Linked DNA regions of Arabidopsis thaliana: region 2 is linked to region 1. A link is a contact called in public ChIA-PET data. All regions are on one chromosome and are shown on one strand. Each heading gives the region's core, a stretch centred on a gene start, on an enhancer-like site or on the middle of the called end of the contact. The rest is flanking DNA. Distances are from core to core; before and after follow the strand shown. Region 1 holds the start of AT3G58530 (RNI-like superfamily protein). Region 2 holds the start of TTL4 (tetratricopetide-repeat thioredoxin-like 4).

Region 1 (2,862 bases), core at 319-2,818:
GTGAACAAAAAAAATAAACACCAAAAGTATTCAATAAAAATGTATGGAAAACTGAAATCATGCTTTCATCTTTATGAACAATCAAAAAACGAAGAATGATATTATCCAACAATGTTGTGGATTATCTATCACTTTGAAATAACCACAGAGACTTTAACATATTTAACTTACCTAGTGATATTCAGTGACTCTAAGTCTGGATAACTTTCAGCTACTAGTTGCATACTTTTGTCCGTTAGGCTCTGCATCAATTGGTGCACATTCAAATCAAAATTCGCATCCATTACAAACAGAGAACATAGAAGAGAAAGGGTGTCCATGTGTGTTAAACATTGCCATAATTATCGCCACCCATCAGGAGTAAGACTCCAAAAATGTAGATTAAGATACCTTGCAGCCACTTAAGTTCAAATCAGTGATATGTCTGCAATTCTTCACTAGATTTCTAATGCCAGCATCGGTCACCCTGTGAAATAAACCAAAGCATTAGGCTCGTCTGAGGAGATAAAATCAAGAAGTGTGATACAAATGAGTAAGACAGAATCTCACCTTACGTTCCAGTAGATAGAGAAAACTTTTAACTTTGGACATATGCTAGTTATAGCTTCGATTCCATTGTCTGATATCTTTTGGCACACGTTCAGATTCAACCATTCTAGACTCAAAAGAGCATCCGGGCACTAAAATGTTCATAAATCAGCCAGTACATTATTGTAAGAAATCGATCCACAAAGTCAAACAAAGTCAAATATTCTTGAATTCGACGAATATTCAGAAAACATAAAAGCCATATGTAATTACTAATAACTGGTAGAATCTACAAAACATTTACCTCGGTTTTCACAAGTTTAAGATGACTGTCCACAACACCCTGGGCAAATTCAAGATTGATATGCTTCACTTGTCGATATCTTGGCTACACGATTTGAAAGCATGATGAGTGACTTCTGCTCAAACTTTCCAAACACTCACAACAAGTTGAATTCAAGCACAGTCCAGTATCAAAGTATCAAACTTTTTTATATTGTAAACTAACCAAGGACAGAGCAGCTAAAAGCCGATCCCCTGCATTGGTCATCTCGCGCAAATTGATGGTCTGAAAGGGAACAATCAACACTTTGAATCAGATAAGTATAATTTTTTTGAAAACTTGGAAAGACTTAAAAGAAGTCAAAGTTTAGTTACCAGCCAGATTGAAGGATAGGAGATGAGGGTGCGATAAAGCCATGGGCTAACCAGAAGTAGAGAAATTAGATCTGTCTGAGGCAATCTCGTACTCACTAATCTCATAACGCTTGTTACTATCTCTCTCCTCCACGTCTCTTCTTCCTCTTCTGTCACTTTCTTCGCTTCCATAGTTTTCAATCCAAGCTTTTCCAATTTCCTCTACCAATCAGCCTCAGGACTAGAGTCTAGGTCTCTAGGAGCTCGAAATATCAAAAGCGTGAACCTTTAAACGAGCCTAGTCTTCCCGAGTCGCACGAATCGAGTCTAGACGCGTTGGAACTTATTTTTGCAAATTTGGCTGTGTACCGCAGATAAAAAGAAGTTCCAAGTTTTTAGGTTCTGTCTGCAAAAACATATCGCGAACCAACTTAAAAGGCTTACTTTGACTGTAGCCTGTGGGCCTAGAGTTAGAAGTCGAAAAATCTCGCTTTTAGATTCGTTCAGGCATTTCGTCGAGCACCTTCTCTGCATTACTCTCCCCTACTTCTCTCTATTCATTCTTTCAATGATAAGTCCTAACTAAACTCCGAGAGAACACTAAACCCTAAACCCATTTTGCACTCTCAATTACAGATCATCCACATTTCGCGCTTTCGTCAAATCTCTTTAGATGTTCGTCAAATCACAAAGCTTTCTCTTTTCGGTGAGTAAGCTGTTTCACCAGCATCAACAATGGCGAGGAATGGGTGCAATGACAAAGGTGAGACTGAAGTGGGTGAAGAACAAGAACCTGGATCACGTCATTGATACTGAGACCGATCTCAAAGCAGCTTGTATCCTCAAAGACGCCATAAAGCGATCTCCCACTGGTTTCCTCACCGCAAAATCCGTCGCCGATTGGCAAAAACTCCTTGGTCTCACCGTCCCTGTTCTCCGCTTCTTGCGCAGGTATCACAATCAGAGAAAATTTCAATTGTTACTGGAACAAACGGTTTAGAAAGAAATCAATTTTGTAAGAATGGTAATGAAAGTCTTGACATTTTTGCAGGTATCCGACTCTGTTTCACGAATTTCCTCATGCTCGTTACGCAAGCTTACCATGTTTCAAGCTAACGGACACAGCACTAATGCTTGACTCACAAGAAGAGATTATTCATCAAAGCCACGAGGCTGATACAGTGGAGAGACTCTGTAGAGTTCTGATGATGATGAGATCAAAAACTGTCTCTCTTAGATCACTACATTCTCTCAAATTCGATCTCGGTTTACCCGATAACTACGAAAAGACGCTAGTCATGAAATACCCTGATCATTTCTGCTTCGTCAAGGCTTCTAATGGTAACCCGTGTTTAAAGCTTGTAAAATGGCGTGATGAGTTCGCATTCTCGGCGCTGCAGAAGCGAAACGAGGACAATGATGTTTCCGGGGAGGAGTCTAGATACCGCGAGTTCAAGAGAGGTCAGTCTACGTTGACTTTTCCTATGAGTTTCCCTAGAGGATATGGAGCACAGAAGAAGGTCAAAGCATGGATGGATGAGTTTCAAAAACTTCCCTACATATCTCCTTACGATGACCCGAGTAACATTGATCCGGAAAGCGATCTCATGGAGAAACGAGCTGTGGCTGTTTTGCACGAGCTCTTGAGCTTGACTATCCACAAGAAAACCAAGAGGAACTACTTGAGAAGCATGAGAG
Region 2 (3,093 bases), core at 78-2,577, 34 kb before region 1:
TCAGCTTCTCCCAATCTAAAACCAAACCAATCAAATACTAATCCTTTTTCAATCAAAACTTTTTAAAGGATAGAATTTTTTTTACCTTAGATAAAGAGAAGCGAGTCTCTGATGAGCTCTAGCGTAAGAAGGATCACATCTCACAGCTTCAAGGCATTCTTTAACTGCTTCTTCTAACCTCCCTGACGCAGCCAACGCTGCCGCACGATTGCTTCTATAAGCTGGATTTTCCGGTGACAATGAGATAGCTCTGTCGTAAAGAGCCAATGCCTCGGCGTAATTCCCTTTCCTATACATTACGTTACCTGCCTTCTTCACCTCCTCTGAGTCACTCATTTCCGCCGCCGCTTTCGTCGCGTGACTCACCTTTCCGCCGGTGCGGATGATGTTTCCGTGGCCGTAGTTGGCCGTGCCTGTGCATAGAGTCTCGGGTCTAACGGAGGCTCGTGTAGCCATTCCGGTTTTTAAGATCCTTCCCGATGGACAAATGTTTCCGGTAGGTAAAACGCCGGGGTTCGGCGAAGTAGCCCCGCTTCCTCCGCCGCGAGAACTGTTATTGTTATTGTTCACCGGAGAGAACCCCAAACCGGAATAAATCAACGGCGTTCCAGCGGAAGCGGATCTTCTGTGACCCGGTTTCAAATTCCGGTTCACGGATCCGGGTTTAACCGGACTGGTCTGGCTTAAACCGGAAAGCTCGCCGGAGTGACTCCGTCTAGCAAACTGAGAAGTGACAGCGGGTTTTCCGGAAGCAGAACCAGAGGAGCTTGAACTGCTGCCACTAGCGGCGGGAGTGGCAGCGGCGGAGGAGGAGCCACGAGGCCTCAACGGAGAACCAAAATCGAGTTCTCGGAAATCTGGTTTGTTGATGACGTCATCGTCTCGTTGGAAACTCAAAGAATCACGGAATTTACTGGTAATGGAAGGTTCTAGCGAATGTCTTCTATAATGTGACATCTTCTCGAAACCAAAGCCTCAGAATCAATAAACACAGAGAATCAAGAAGAAGAATTGGTGAAGAGAGAGAAGAGAGATTGTTGTGATATATATAAAAAGGAAGCAGAAGAATGAGAATGAAGATGTTGAAATCAAAAATAATTTTAGATTACCGTTAAAAAAATATTATTAGTTTAAGTAAAACGACTAATTGTCAGATTAAGACATTGATCTTTCTTAGTGTTCATCACGAGCTTCTCTTATCTTCCCCGACTTCCGTGTGTTTCACGGCTGCTTGTCTGCTAAAAATTCGGTAATTTTATGCAAAATTTTTATTAAAAAAAATATAATCATTTTAGATATCATGTACTATAGAGACTGACTGTGTCTGTGTCTGTATGTAATGGTTGACTTTAGAGTTTGTTTATGTTTGAACAGAATCTAGATTGAAACTTGTATTTGCCGACCACAAAAAAATCCGGAATTCATAAAAGTCAAAATAAAATGTTATCTTGAATTTTTTTTTTGCGGTAAATACGAGATCTTACATGTTTATGAAGCACAGTCAGGAAAGAAAAAGGAAAAAAAAAACTCAGAAGTGTCTTCTTCTTGTTGTTGTATCTAGGTTCAAACAATTACTATGCAACCATATAATATGTTCGGTGTAAATACTACATAAGGACAACTTCCATTAAGAATCACTCTTTTTTTTCTTTTCTTTTTGTGAAAGCAAATGATGGAAAACGAATCAAATTATGTAACGCATAGAAAATAAATGGATCGTCATATGTATTTATTACAAAATTTTAAATTAATACTGTTGTAATGTGTAATGAGTATATGCAGCTTGAAACGAAAATGCCACCTCGGATTTTGACCCCTCGTATTAGAGTCAGAGACCTCAAAAGGGTAAAGTCAACTTTTAGGCCATAAAATAAATTTGGATTTTGAAGTTTGCGTGTGTTTTTTTTCCCACTACATACGACTATCAATTTATGTGCTCATAGAAATTATTATATATATATACACTTACATTGATCTAAGTTAAAAATTATATTCGTTTGCACATGAAAATGGGAAAATACAACATATTTTTATATGTAGAGTAGGGCAAAAGAACAGAAAAGAAAAGCAGAAAAATAGGGAAAATAAAGCAAAAGAGAAGTGAAGGCTCATTTACTGATGCATAGCTGGCATTTCACTCGAAAAAGCCTGCTAATTTTTATCTTCTTTCTTGGATTAATAACACAAATATTCATTTATCAAAATTTAATCAGTGTTCTGATATATTTACCATTTCTATATATACTCTATGGTTCCGTAGCTTACTAAAATAAATGGATGTAGAACGAAGAAAACAGAAATATTAGGAAAGCGCTATATAGGGGTAAAATAGTAAATATAGGACGACGCTGGCCACGTGCGAGAGTGACCATGCCAGCTGTTTCGCTACAGTTGCCAGCTAAGCACGCCGAATAAACATTTTAACGGAACCGGACGGAATATTATGAAAGCGGTCCCCCAATCCCGCCGAACCGACGATATGGGCAATTTCTCCATACCGGACGGTCCGTGACATGATTGTCTCCAAATTTTGGATCAATCGAACCGGCTTTTTTCAAACCTTGACCCAAAATAGCAAGTATAATAAATAGAAATATCAAGTACATTATTCATAAGAAATAGAAAATAAAAATTTGGTCCCCGACTAAAAAAAAAAAAATCATTGACCGAGAGACACCTTTCACTGTTTCACACTCTAACAATAATGAACATTTTAAACTCAAATATCGAATTATTCACTCCAAAAAATACATCGAAAAAAGTCACACCCAAGTAGAAGTGAGGCACTAGTTGAAAGATCCCATAAGCTAAATTTAAATCTGTGATACTTGTACTGGTGTTGGCCGCAACATTTGACCCAATCATAAAAACGACAAAGAGGAAATGGTGAGTAACATAACATTTCAAATATGGAATTGAGTACTTAATTAGCTGGTAATTACGGCACTTGACATCTTCTTAGACCGTCACTAAATTAATTGTTAAGTTCATCATACTCAGTAAACAAAATAACAAGATTTGGGTTCAAAGAAACAAAACAAAGGAGAAATAATTAAGGAAAGACAAAAACAGAAGGGAAAAAAAAAGAAGAGA

The links. ChIA-PET counts read pairs in DNA pulled down with a chosen protein or histone mark.
Region 2: a contact with region 1 is called in an H3K4me3 ChIA-PET map of shoot, with 11 read pairs. The contact joins the promoter of TTL4 here to the promoter of AT3G58530 in region 1. A contact is called at or near these places in 3 of 26 Hi-C or Micro-C datasets (callus, rosette leaf and seed embryo) and 1 of 2 datasets of contacts at active chromatin or transcription factors (shoot).

The regions. Positions count from the first base shown.
Region 1 is chr3:21,644,253-21,647,114 of TAIR10.1, reverse strand. It overlaps AT3G58530 (RNI-like superfamily protein), which reads right to left and starts at 1,568. Exons shown (of 12, transcript NM_115715.2): 1 at 1,186-1,568; 2 at 1,037-1,096; 3 at 833-916; 4 at 550-680; 5 at 391-466; 6 at 172-242. The coding sequence starts at 1,356. It overlaps AT3G58520 (Ubiquitin carboxyl-terminal hydrolase family protein), which reads left to right and starts at 1,567. Exons shown (of 2, transcript NM_115714.4): 1 at 1,567-2,115; 2 at 2,216-2,862. The coding sequence starts at 1,838.
Region 2 is chr3:21,678,261-21,681,353 of TAIR10.1, reverse strand. It overlaps TTL4 (tetratricopetide-repeat thioredoxin-like 4), which reads right to left and starts at 1,327. Exons shown (of 7, transcript NM_115724.4): 1 at 86-1,327; 2 at 1-15. The coding sequence starts at 957.